Regions from separate parts of the Zea mays genome. Here region 2 is linked to region 1. A link is a contact called in public Hi-C data. All regions are on one chromosome and are shown on one strand. The core of a region is the stretch at or near the end of the contact, and the rest is flanking DNA. Distances in the headings are between cores, read along the strand shown. Region 1 holds the start of LOC100192712 (Pentatricopeptide repeat-containing protein). Region 2 holds the start of LOC100037792 (cytidine deaminase 1).

Region 1 (6,786 bases), core at 3,409-5,908:
GTTGGCGCCCAGGAACACGGCGTAACCGGAGGTGGACCGGCGCGTGTCGGGACAGCCAGCCCAGTCAGCGTCGGTGTAGACCACGAGCTCCGACGTCGGGGACGGTCGGAGGAGGAGGCCGTAATCGAGGGAGCCACGGAGGTAGCGCAGAATGCGCTTGAGCGCGGTGAGATGGGGCTCCCGCGGAGTGTGCATATGCAGGCACACCTGCTGGACGGCATATGCGATGTCGGGCCTGGAGAAGGTGAGGTACTGGAGCGCGCCGGTCAGGCTCCGGTAGGACGTCGCGTCGGCGACCGGAGGCCCGTCGTCCTCAGAGAGCTTCGCCTGAGTGTCGACAGGCGTGGAGCAGGGCTTGCAGTCAGACATGCCAGCCCGCTCCAGGATGTCGATGGCGTACTGGCGCTGGTGGAGGAAGAGACCCTGGGGCCGACGCTCGGCGGTGATGCCGAGGAAGTGGTGGAGGGGCCCCAGGTCCTTCATCGCGAACTCCCGCTGAAGGGCGATGATCGTGCGGTGTAGAAGGTCGGCGGTGGATGCCGTGAGCACAATGTCGTCGACGTAGAGCAGCGATGAGGTCGGCGTCGAGGTCAGAGGCGTGGGGGTCCTCTGGGGGCTCCGCATCGGCGAGTGTCGGGCGGCCGAGGAGGCGCTGCGTGGTGGCCATCTGGGTGGTCAGAGCGGCGCCCAGGGCACGCTCACGCTCCAGGGCGAGGGAGGCAGCGCGCTCGCGCTCCCGCGAGGCCGTCACAGCGGCCTGGATCGTAGCGAGGGTGCCGACGAGCGGGGAGGCGGTGGAGGGCGCGACTCGGTGACTCCAGGTGGGTGAAGCGAAGGCGGGAAAGCCCGGCGGGGAGCTGCGACGCAGGGGCAGCGGGGAGGCGGCGTGGATCGGCCCAAGGCCGGCGATGTAGGGGCCCCCCCATGGGTGATCTCGCTGCTGGGTGCAGCAGGGGCGATGGGGGGGGGTGTGTGCCAGGGCCAGTGATGTCCCCGACGTTGAATCCGGCCGTGGTGGCGGCAGGTGCGTCCATCGGGCGTTGACGCAGCAGGGCGACAGGACAGAGAGGCAGAGGGGTTCTGCAGTCGGGCGCGGACCTGCTGATGGCGCGACGTCCTGGGCGAGGGGCGTCGGTGCAGCAGGCGGCGAGGTGAACAGGGAGGGAGGGCGCGACGGCGTCCTGGCAGGTGGCGGCGCGACGACGACCTGGCGTGGCCGCGGCTGCGTCCGGCCAGAGGGCGGCGCGGCGGACAGGGAGGGAGGGCGCGGCGGCGCCCTGGCAGCGGGTGGCGCGGCGACGACCTGGCGCGGTCGCGACTGCGTCCGGCCAGAGGGTGGGGGGCGCGGTGGCGTCCTGCTGTGGCGTCGGGTCGCCGAGGCAGCAGGCGGCGCGGGCGGTGGGGAGTGAGGGAGGGAGGTAGAGGGGAGGCCGGCGGCGGCTGCAGGGGGAAGAAGCCCCCTGGCGGCTGTAGCAGTGTGTGGAGAGGACGTAACCCTAATCTGATACCATATTGGAAACTAAACCCATACCCTAAACAGGGTTGGGAGTGGTATTAATAGAGTAAGTAACTGGGCCAGGCCCATTACACTGGGGGTATGACGGTCATTACAAGGGGAACACCACAAACCCTAGACGGGTAGTCTAACAGACACCGTTGACTTTTTTTTTCAAAAGTTTAATCACTCGTCTCATTCAAAATATGTATTTGAAAATGAAAAATTTTAAGTCACGCTCAAACGAGCTCAAGTGATAAAACAAACCACACTAAATAAATGATAACTCAATTTCTTCTGAACAAGACGAGTGACTAAAGTTTTTGCCAAAAAAAAAACCCAACCGTGTCATATATTTGTCAACTGAGGGAGTACTTGCGAGCCAATAGTCCAGCAGCCTGTTCCAATTTCTTACATGGAATGGCAGTTTTGCAGCAAAAATACCATCCAGTATTTGTTGTTACGTAGTGAAATAAATATCCTTTTGTAACAGTCTGGAAGCTTTTCTAACAGGGTGTGCTGGTTTTCCTTGCTGCAAAATCTGGTTTCATAAAAAATGCTGAGAAAGCTGCCTATCTCCAGAACTTCGTGCTATGTGTTGAGATGCTCATAGCAGCCATTGGGCACCGATTTTCCTTCTCCTACAAGGAATACGCTGGCTCCAATGCCCGCCCTTTCGGTGGCTTTAGGGGAAGCCTTCTTCACGCGATGAAATTCAATGACTTCTATCATGACACTGTACACCAGGTAAATTAGCAAATCATTCCCTTCACAGCTCGACCTGGTATCAGATGCGAAGCATATGCGTGATCTCCCTGTATCCCAATTTCTAGGGATCAGCTAACTGTTTTCTCCCACATTGCAGTTTGCACCTACATATCATGAGTATGTGCTGTACAGTAACGAGGGGGAGGATGAACCAACAAAATACAGCCCCAGCACTATGGTGCCAACCGGAGAGCACATAGTGGAGCTGGCGGAAGTCACCGTTGTGAACTCGAAGGCTCCAGGGATGTCAAGGTTTTTGATGTATGAGCCTGATCAGGCAGAAACAATGCCCTCCCAAGTCATGGAAGCGAACAGAACTGCTTCCGCGGAACCATACGACCTCTCAAGCTTCCTCAACGTAGAGCTATCTGATCATCCTGATGAGGTCCCTGCGATTCCTGATGCAAGAGAACAATGACATGTTGAGGTGTATATTCATGGTGTAAATGGGCGATAGCGCTGTTGAGCTGATCATAGATTAAGGTGTAGTGTTGTACATAGAAACGTCACATGTCGGCGACGTTTCATTGTTCGCTCATCTTGGGGGCAAGTTTATGTTTTTTTCTTCTTTGGGTGGGTTAAAGATGAGCCAAGCTGACAGATCAATTCAAGGTGTAAGTGGAAATACGCGGTGTAAGCAACTTGTCGTAGATTTGCTGAATTCCTTTTGCCGATGAGGTGGGTCATGGGTGTCGGTTGAACGTGGTTTGTGTACTGATTGTTGTAAAGGTTCACTTATATAACCTGCGAGGTTGCACTGAGATCCAAGTGGTTAACTGTATGATGACTTAATTTCCTTGTTGCTGAAATGGTATACTCATCTTATTTTAGGCCCTAGACCATATTCGCCCAGCATTACAAAAAGAGAGTAGTTAATGAGTAGTACAGCATATGACTATAGGGCGGCCTCCTAAATGAAAAAAAGTACCTTATCATTTGGAACCAGACACCAGTGCACTGGCGTCTGCTTAACACAATTGTACAATCAAAGTAACTCACTCTTTGGCGGCAACAACTACCAGACTACTAGTAGTTCAGGATTATCATCTGAAACAAGCCAACCTAACCGCATCGGCCATCTCCTTAGAAGGATTCATCCCGGCAGCTTTCATCTGATACATGATTCTGGTGGCCTCTCTGTACCGTCCGCCGCGAGCATAGGCCATGGCCAGGGCACTCCAGCACGCGGCGTCAGGCTTGCCACCGATCGTCTCAAACGCCCTGGTGGCGTCCGCCAGCTGCCCTTGCTTCGCGTACATGTGTATGAGCCCGGAGCCAACGAACTGGTTCGTGTCCACGCCGCGCTTGATGGCGTCGGCGTGCACCTGCTGCCCGCAGCAGCACCCTGGGTCCTGTGACTCTGCGAACACCGCGAGGATGCTCGACAGGGAGAAGCTGCTCCTTGGAACGCCCGAGGACGCCATGTCCCTGAAGACATCCACAGCCTCGCTCAGTAGGCTTTCACGGTGGCAGGATGTGATCAGGCTCGTCCAGGCCGCCTCAGGGACTGGTTCCTGACAGTGGTGCTGCATCGTCGTCGCGAGAACTCGCCGCGCGCTTCTGTGAAAACCGCCTCCATCGCAGTACAGCTGCACTAGCGAGCTGCCAATGTCACCGTGGATCCTGCCTTTCTTGACGACGAGAGCGTGTACCTGCTCACCGAGACGTAGCTCGCCTGCACGGGTACATGACCGCAGCACGGCCACGATGGCATGGGAGTAGCAATCGCCGTCCAGGACCGGCGTTCCATGGCACATGTGGGCGAACAGACGCATCGCTTCATGGTGGAGGCAGCCATCCGAGTAGGCGGACACCATGGTCGCCCACGCCATGCCGTTAGTGGTGGGCATTCCGTCGAATACCCGGCGGGCAGCTTCGATGTCCCCACACGCGGCGTAAGAAAGCAGGAGACGGTTGGCGACCGGCGACGGGAGTCCATCGGAGGCGCGACGGGCGGTTATGTGCGCGTGCACGGAGGCCACCTCTGCTGCGTCGGCGCACTCCCTGAGAAGGGATATGTAGATGTCCTCGTCGGGCGGGATGCCCAGCGCGTCCATCAGGCGGAGCACGTCGCCGGCGCCGGACGAGGGCGGATGTGAGTCCGTAGCTTCCGGCGGTGGTTTCTTGGTGCAATCCTTGCCGCTAGTGGTGTCAGTCGCGGTGTTGGTGGGGACGGGGAGCTTCGGACGCGAGAGGAGAGGCGGCGGCGGTTTGGCCGGTTTGTTTAGGGCCGGCAACCGTGCTTTACTGGTGGCCATGGCCGGGGTGGTGGCGTTCGCGGAGAGCTGCCGGCAGCGACGGGTAAGGCGGGGAGTCGCGGTGGTGGCGCAGAGCGGTTTCGCGACGGAGCAGCGCGCCATGTGCGAGGTTGGCTGAACCCGAGGCACCACCCGAGCGAAGGTTCGGCTTGTCCAAGAGAGGATTTGTCGAGATATTTAGGGGGTGTGTTTATGGCTTTATCGACTTATCGTGAAGGTGCGGTGTATAATATAAATTTAAATATTTTTATTAATATTTTTAATCTAGATAAGAAACAAAATGATTTATCTAAATGTTAATTTTAACTTTATGATTTTTTGAAGCTTATAATGATATGCTTCATCATATTCACACCAAATTTTGTGAAGCTGAAGTAGTCTCAAACATGGCCTTAACTATTTAGTTCCATAGGCTATCTCTACGTGTGCTAAACAGTATAATTTAGTGTTTGGTTACATGTGACTATAATTTAGTCACTACCGAGTCTCTAAATTATTAAATATGAGAACTAAAAGGGAATAAATCAGATTTCCTCCTCTCTGTTAGTTCTATTTTAATAATTTAGGGACTAAAAAAGACTGAAGTTTAGTCTCATGGAATCAAACATACTTCGTAACTAATTTACATTTTTATCATTTTTGCTAAAACTGGGTGCACGAGAGGTAGGTAGCTGATGTGGTGGTAGATAGCCTAAAAAGGTTGGAACTAGCCTAATATGGCGCACCAATGTGAAAACCTACCATATCCTAGATGTGTAGGCACACAAAAAGTCTATTTTGCCCCTACCATCTTCCACTTAGGGTCTTTTTGGTTTAGCTGTAGATTTCTGAAAATCTGATTCTAGCTTTGAGTTGTAAGAAAGTTGTTGCGAGTTCATGGTTATGAAGAAACTAAAATATGTTTGGTTAAAATAAATAGCAACTATAGATTCTGTTAGAGCATGATAGATTGATAACATAGATAATAGGAATACAAAAAATATGGAGTAGGAGGTGATTTTGAATTGAACTAGAGGAATATATAGATTTTTAGGAATCTATTACGATGTTTTACTCGTTTGGTTGGGATTTTAGATTTTTGGCAGCGAATATGGTTTAGAAAGCTAAACAAAACACACCCTTAACGTATGCCATCTTCCCCTGTCTTTCCAAACAATTCTCGTGTTGTCACTCCCCCTCTCCTTTCTTCCCTATGGTAGGATTTTGGATGTAAGTCAAACTCGTAGTCAATACAATGTTGCTCCTTGCCCCAATGGTATGTTTCTAGAGAAAATTCCTTCAATGCCATCCAAACTTATACCAATCTCTTCAATGCCATCAGATTTAATAGCTTCCCTTCAATGCCATCAAATTTAAATTCTAATCCCTTAAATGCCATTGCCGTTAGTTTCAAGTTAACGCCGTTAGTTATATTTAAAGCAAATCCCTCCAATGCCATCAAAATCTATACGGATCCCTTCAATGCCACTAGAAATTGGTTCGATCTATTTGGTTTTAAAATTTTCAAAATAGAAAATTTTTTGAACCTAAAAGTTTTGAAATGCAAATATATCACATTGATTTTAAAATTTATCTCCATCTGTTATCATTAGTGTTTGTTGTTAGTTTGAAAAAAATATTAGGAATCAAATAGACCGAACAGATATAGCGGAGTAATTTTTGGTGTTTACAAAAAAATGTACTAAAGTTTTTAAAAAGTGTGGAATTGGTCCATATTTTTTTTATTCTAGAATATTTAAAATCCAAATAGATCAAACCAATTTCTAGTGGCATTGAAAGGATTGATATAGATTTTGATGGCATTGGAGAGATTTGCTTTAAATAGAACTAACAGCGTTAACTTGAAACTAACGGCAATGGCATTTAAGGGATTAGAATTTAAATTTGATGGCATTGAAGGGAAGCTATAAAATCTGATGGCATTGAAGGGATTAGTATAAGTTTGGATGGCATTGAAGAGATTTTCTCATGTTTCTATGTGTATTGCCCTGTAGAGCCTTCTCTCAAATAAGCAAATAAAAGAAGTTAAAGCGACACAAACTTTTAAAATCCAAAGCACCAGTCTGGAGGGATGATCGAGTCTTGAAGAGTCAAATGTCGAGTCTATAGACTCGAGGGCAGCAAGAGTTAAGGACTCAACCTGGATATAGAACGACTTGAGTACAACAAAGATAAGTCTTATCAAGAAAGATTTGGGGCAAGAGTCTAATTTGCCGGAACCAATAACTCAGTCAAATAAGACTTGGGAGATATTATGAGGAGTAT
Region 2 (6,855 bases), core at 793-3,292, 260 kb after region 1:
TTAGCAACTTTATGTATTGAGAAGAAATTATTAGATGATGTCAATATTGAAGCCATCATTGATGATTTTTCATCTAGAAATGTTAGAAGACATTTTTAAGTTGATCTCTTCAATATATTTGAGGTAATAATCTTACTTCTATTTTTTACTGCTCAAGTCTTTATGTGATACATTAAGTATAATTAGTTGATATATATATATATACATATAATAGTAAAAAAACGATTTTATGGTGTTGGGGCCTCTGTTTATAATCTTGTCCCGGGCCCCTTAAATGTCAGGAACGGCCCTGGTAATAGGGAGCTAGGTACACACATATGAGCACTTCTTCCCTTTTATTTTAATATATCTTTTCTAATATAACATTGTAGATACATTTCTCTTCTTCTAATATATCTTTCTCTTCTTTTAATATATTTCTATATATAGCTCTTTCTACCGGTAAAGGTTTTTAGTTCTTTTAGCTATCGTATTGGCATGCCGTATATAAAATTCCTAGAATGTCCACTGTTTTAGTACCGAGAGAGTACTCACACATGCATGCATGCTAATAGCGTTTCGACCTGTCTGCTAATTAACTAGATCATTAGACACATAACCCATATGTCAGAAACTTTGCATCGGTCTCAACGTGAGACACGATCAGTAGCACTTTACGAGATCTCTGCTAAATAGAATTAATTAATATAAGAGACAAAGTTTACGTAATCTCTGCTACAGAAGTGCTCCCTTGTATTCTATCTAGTAGGCGATGCTGATGCATATTAAGGAATCGGTGAGGACTTCAACTAGCCTTTCGCTTTGCCTACACGCAAGGAAAATATTGAGGGACCAAGGACGCCGACGCCAAAGCAAGCAAGCATTCAACGAGGAAAATGTGCAAGGTCCAGCGAGGCTGGGGTGGCGCACGTCCCCATTGCGACCGATTAGAGGAGAGAGAATGAGATTAGCTCCAACAAGAAACTCTAAGGGCTTGTTCGGTTATTCCCAATACACATGGATTGGATGGGATTGGAAAAAATTGAGAAGAAGTTTGACTTATTTGGGATTCAAACCCATCCAATCCCACTCAATCCACATGGATTGAGAGCTAACCGAACAGGCCCTAAAGGGTTTTGTATCCTAAATTTAGAGGATCAGATCGTCCTCTAATCAATCCAGCATCATCATCTAAACGATCCTATAAATTTAGAGAACGTGGTTAGATCCTCTATATAGATTTTCTCTAAACGTTACTCTATCCATTTGAATATTTTAAACAACCGATTTAACAAAACTAAAATATGTACAACACATTTGAGAGTATGTATGTAAAAAAATTAAAAATTTAAAAATGTCTATAATATATGTATTTTGCGTATAAAAGACGTGATTTAGAGGACGTTATTTGAGAGAAATGATATACAAAAGATATAATCTTTTAAAATAGACTGTAAAAGATAAATATAGAGGATAAATATAAAAAACGTTGCTGGAGAGCATGTGAATGCGTGCTCGGGCGGTGGTCGGCGCAGGCGACCGGCCGCCGGAGTACTTAGCCCATACGGCAAAGAGTTCGTCCCCGGGCAGACTATCCCAATTCCCAACTCCATCCGAAAGGCGTAGAGCCTGCCAAAACAGGTCACACTTGTTCCGTTGCGCTGCGGGAGGTGCACCATGTCCACCCATCTCATGGTACACCAGCCAGTAGCCACAGACCAGGGCCGTGAGAGCGGCGGGGCGGGGCGGAGACCCGTCTCCCAGCGGTGAACCAGGTCCGTGGAGTTCACGGCCGCGGTGCGTCGGTGACTCTCCCGCCTCCCAAGTCCCAATCAGCCGCGGATAGGGTGCTGTTGTGGACCCACTTGGCAGTCACCCTGAGTGGCTCCAGACGGGTCGCAGTCGACCCACACGGCCAGCGGCCTCGCCCGCCTCCTTATTTAGAACCGACGACGACACCCATCCGACCCGATCGGCGGGAGAGCACGAGACGCCCCTCTGCTTCCTTTTCTCTGTCGCTCAAAAGTTGCTGGAGCCCTCTTCTCTCTCTCCTCTCCGAGCCCCAACCATGGATGAGGCGCAAGGTACGTGTCTCTCTCTCTCTTATCGTGATCGTGCTCCTGTGCCTCTCTCCCTGGCTCCAATTCCAGGTCCGTTCTCGGTTCTGTTTCGAGGGACCAGGATGCGGCGGGGGGGGGGGGGGGGGGGGTGATTGAGCGAGCGGATTCTGGTGCGCTGGTCCCAATGGGGCCTCATCCGGCGGTCCGGGCATGCCGTTTCATCTCCCCTCGCGTTGGCTCTGCTGGGCGTGGATCCCGCCGGTTACTACTTTAACGTTCACGGCGTACAATCGAATTCTAAGCCCGATTTTATCATGTTATTATACCATATGCCTCGCGTACGAAAATGCACACTAGTTGATTACTCAGCTTGTTGCTTTTGCTTTTGCTTTTGCTTTTGCTTCTGCGAATCTCGTCGGGTGAGCCTGAACCGCTAGGGTGGGGGTGGGGATACGGAGCGATTCCGGCGGTGCTCCATATCCCGTGGAGTATATGGGCATTGGACAGTGTTGTTGTAACTCTGTTGCCTGCTTGCCTACTGGGTCACCTTGGCCCCCCTTTTTCCGTCAGATTCCAATCAGATTGTGCATCACAAACTTTAGTTTTTATCTGGATGCACACGCATGAGCTGAGCGTCGATGCTGTAAGGTCCACCAGTCTGCTTGTTGCTCTACTGAAAAGACATCATATAAGCATGACATCGTGGAACGATTTTTCTTTCTCTAAACTATACAGCAAGTAGACAGACCATAGGGCTGGATCCATGTGACCATGCTACTATTATTCTTGTCTGTGTCTTTCCTGCTCATTCCGCGCCAACAGGGCACATGCCAAATAGATATGTAGGCATCAAATGACAAGAAACAGTACCTAATGAAACCAGAATTCGGTTTTGGTTCCACAAGTAAAATTCTAGGACATTCTGGTATCTGACAGAAAAATTACTCAGATATGTAGGCATCAAATGACAAGAAACAGTACCTAATGAAACCAGAATTCGGTTTTGGTTCCACAAGTAAAATTCTAGGACATTCTGGTATCTGACAGAAAAATTACTCTTTACAAGCGGGGATTTTTTTTAAAAAAAAAGATAATGGAAACGAGGTTGCAGCCTAGAAGTGGGGAAGTGATTTGAGTGTTTGCCATGAATGAATTGATGTCTGAAATACTTAACTGAAGATCCGTTGTCTTGAAATTGAGCCAAACTATTTGTTTCATTTGAATGTACAAGTCATAATTGATGTCATTGAAATTTATGCCTTTGCTTCAAAAGGAACCTACAATATTTTTCGCAGCTGCATCTTTTCTTGTCTGCCAACCTGATCTCTTTGTGGTTCGGTACAAGTTTAGGACAAAGTAATCTGATGAAATTTAATCGCTGATTAGCTGTATATAATCGATATTAGCAGCACGGTTTCTTCTGATAAACCATGACCTCAATCTCAACGTATGTGCTTTTGTACTGCAGTTGTGGAGTCAAAGGATGGAACCATCTCAGTTGCTTCTGCATTTGTTGCTCATCAGGAAGGTGAGAACATTGCCATGGTATTTTTTTTTGTAGTTCCCTCGTAGTTGCACAGCTTTACTTACTGAGATAAGGTCAACACTGGACATGGCCTGGACCTATGATCTCTAAGGTCACAGTTTCTCGCCTTTGGTAAAACTTGCTCTTATGTAACGACAGCAAGAAAACTGATCTAAGACCTGCATTTTGGTGAATTTTGCAGCTGTACAAGACAGGGATCACAAATTCTTGACAAAAGCAGTGGAAGAAGCATACCGAGGAGTCGATTGCGGCGATGGAGGTCCATTTGGAGCAGTTGTCGTCCGTAATGATGAAGTGGTTGTTAGCTGCCATAACATGGTTCTGAAGCACACTGACCCTACTGCGCATGCTGAAGTAACTGCAATTAGAGAGGTAAATTACCTGAAGGCTACCATTAGCAGTCTTACTTAGTAAAATTATCATTACTTTAATCTCTTTTTGCAATCTGTCTAGCAGTTAATTTCATTATTTGATATGTGCTTGATGGTCTCTGTATGCCCATATTTTAGGCTTGCAAAAAGCTCGGGAAAATCGAGCTCTCTGACTGCGAAATTTACGCGTCCTGCGAGCCATGCCCAATGTGCTTTGGTGCAGTTCATCTCTCCCGAATCAAGGTTCATAATTTACTGTTTTGATTGCCTAAACAGATATAGGCACAGCTAGACATTACTGCGTTGTCTAACATTCCTACATGTCCTGCAATGCAGAGGCTGGTTTATGGGGCCAAGGCGGAGGCTGCCATCGCCATTGGGTTTGACGACTTCATTGCAGATGCTCTGAGAGGCACTGGGTTCTACCAGAAGGCCAACATGGAGATCAAGAAGGCCGACGGCAATGGCGCACTGATCGCCGAGCAGGTCTTCGAAAAGACTAAGGAGAAGTTCCAGATGTACTGATGCTTGGCTGAAGAGGGATTTCGGATTTGTACAATGCTCACCCAGAAGGAATAAATACATCGCCCAAATGTCCATTGTTTCGAAAAAATTTACCTCAATCCCAATGCTTAGCATTCTGATGATGCCTGAATTCCTTGTAAACAGACACAAGATTGTTCTTTGCTGTAACTCATGTGCAGTTAGTGGAATTCACTTTCACCCTTTCTGATGGTGCCTTTTAGCACAGTAAATTCAAGTATGAGGTCGCTTTTCTGACGTTTCATGTTTTCAGGGTGCCATTGTAGATTCAGAATGATGTCAGAACTCATAAGCTTCCGCTTACAGGTTTACATGACTGATGCATAAAGTATCAACAAACTACTATATTCTGCATAGGGAAGCAAAGCCTGGCAGTGAAGAATTCCTTGAACACCACACACTCATATACCTCATATTTCTAAAGTCTAAACCACCTTGCTCTCAGGCAAATAAACTTGGTCTAATACTAATGACCTCGTTTGAATAAACGGGGCAAGAGCAGCTTCATCCATCGAAGACATACCAAACCTAAGCGATTTAGCTTCATTTTCCACCAACTCCAACTCGAATACTTCAAGGTCCGCCAAGTCCTCTTTAGAACCAGCAGAAGTCACAAATTAAAGATGAGTTCTTCAACATCAGACATCTTCACAAAGACAACAAAAAAAAATTCTGAAATCGTGCAAAATCAAGCAAGAAACAAGGTTTCATGCAAAAAACTTCGATATGCTTAGGCTAAAAATAGCAAGAATATTGGAACACTGGAAAACAGTAAAAGTCAGAACTATATATGTCCAAATAGGCGGGCCGGACCGACCTGGCCCGGCACGGATTGGAATCGTGCCGACCCGGCCCGAATTATTAAGAAGGTTGTGCCGTGCCGGCCCACAGGCCCCGAGTGAGCCCCAGACATGGCACGCTAAGGTATTAACCGTGCCGAGCTGGCCCACGGCCCGACGGGCCTAACGGGCCTATAATAGTATATGACGTTTAAATGATAAAATATCTTAAAAATATGCATATATGAAGGTTTAAACCATAGTTATTAGCTCTTAACACTTATTTACGCTCACAAAACAAACAAAACAAATGTGTTTATTGTATTTTATACTCTATGTTGAAGTATAATATATGTATTTGTATGAAAATGGGAAAAAAATAAAAAACAGAACATACCATGGCTAGCTCGGCGTGCCGCGCCTTAGGCCTAAGCACGACCCAGTGACCGGGACGGGCCAACATGGGTCCACTTCGCTTGTGCCATGCCGGGTTTGGACCGGGCCAATCCTGTGCGAGGTGGTAATCATAGAGGAAGGCAGCGAGGTAAGGATCTCTGCCATGTGTCGTCACTCCAAGCTAACCTTATCTAATTCTAGTGCTAGATACTTGCTCCGATACTAGGAGAATTGTCTTTGAGAACTCCATTTTTTCAAGAAGTTCTATGTTGGGGGCCTTTCTCTTCCGAAGGTCCTAAAAAACATGACTGATCATATGTTTTCAGTATATGAATTATTACAGGGGGGCTTCGGCTTCGGCAAAAAGGTCTTCTCTCATGGCGAAGATATATGGCGTGAAGATGTAACTCGAAGGTGATAAGAATGGTCACCGAAGCTGTAGTCTAAGAGCTTCGGTTTAATATGGTGACGAAGACCAAATATGATGCTGACAGAAAGAGGAGAAAGACTATATAGTCCTTAATGATTCATGTTATGATTATAAATAGATGCCAGGGACATAAATGTACTTTTACCCGGGCTGCGTCCCGTGTCTATAAATAGATGAACAGTAGCGTCGTACTGTTCACGCTGACTTGTAGCCACTCCCTCGCGTCCACACCTTCGAGCAAGCCAAAGATATCAATGTAATACGAATTCTGTTAATATTCATACATGTTTCATAGAATGCAAATATGAATGAGTTAAAAAGATGCAGTTATTGTCTTCATTATTATGCATTCTTATTTATATATTAAATGATGAAGGTATGTCCTTCTTGTCCTTCGTCCGATGAGCGTTATATCCATGTGAGGATAATGCTTCGGAAGACTAATAATTAACAATAGTGTTGCCTTGTTCTTAATCTACAGCATTTGAGAGCAAGTGACCAACATTGGCGCCCACCTTTGGTGAACTCAAACGACCACCTTCGGCAATCATCCACTTTCGTCATGTCGCCGAAGAAGACAACAGCGCCAGGGGCTGCCCTGCAGCCACTAGACACAAATCAAGAGACACGTACTCTCTCTGCGAGAAGCTAAGATCTAGAAGAAAAGACTACAAGCCCAACACCTCAGGAGGAGTTGGACCAGGAGATCAGGGACTTAGAGGCTATTCACCAGCAAGTGTTAGAGAAAAGA

What was found. Hi-C and Micro-C count contacts between places; a contact is called where the count stands out from the background.
Region 2: a contact with region 1 is called in a Hi-C map of ear, with 2.6 times the contacts expected there. The contact joins the promoter of LOC100037792 here to the promoter of LOC100192712 in region 1. A contact is called at or near these places in 3 of 25 Hi-C or Micro-C datasets (ear, leaf and tassel).

Annotation. Positions count from the first base shown.
Region 1 is chr7:24,845,993-24,852,778 of Zm-B73-REFERENCE-NAM-5.0, forward strand. It overlaps LOC100192712 (Pentatricopeptide repeat-containing protein), which reads right to left and starts at 4,659. Exons shown (of 1, transcript NM_001137914.1): 1 at 3,093-4,659. The coding sequence starts at 4,623. The coding sequence ends at 3,307. LOC100273640 (Protein LAZ1) reads left to right here. Exons shown (of 6, transcript NM_001148056.3): 5 at 2,009-2,242; 6 at 2,361-3,053. The coding sequence ends at 2,681.
Region 2 is chr7:25,111,614-25,118,468 of Zm-B73-REFERENCE-NAM-5.0, forward strand. LOC100037792 (cytidine deaminase 1) reads left to right here and starts at 2,043. Exons shown (of 5, transcript NM_001112493.1): 1 at 2,043-2,063; 2 at 3,508-3,567; 3 at 3,767-3,957; 4 at 4,095-4,199; 5 at 4,293-4,481. The coding sequence starts at 2,048. The coding sequence ends at 4,481.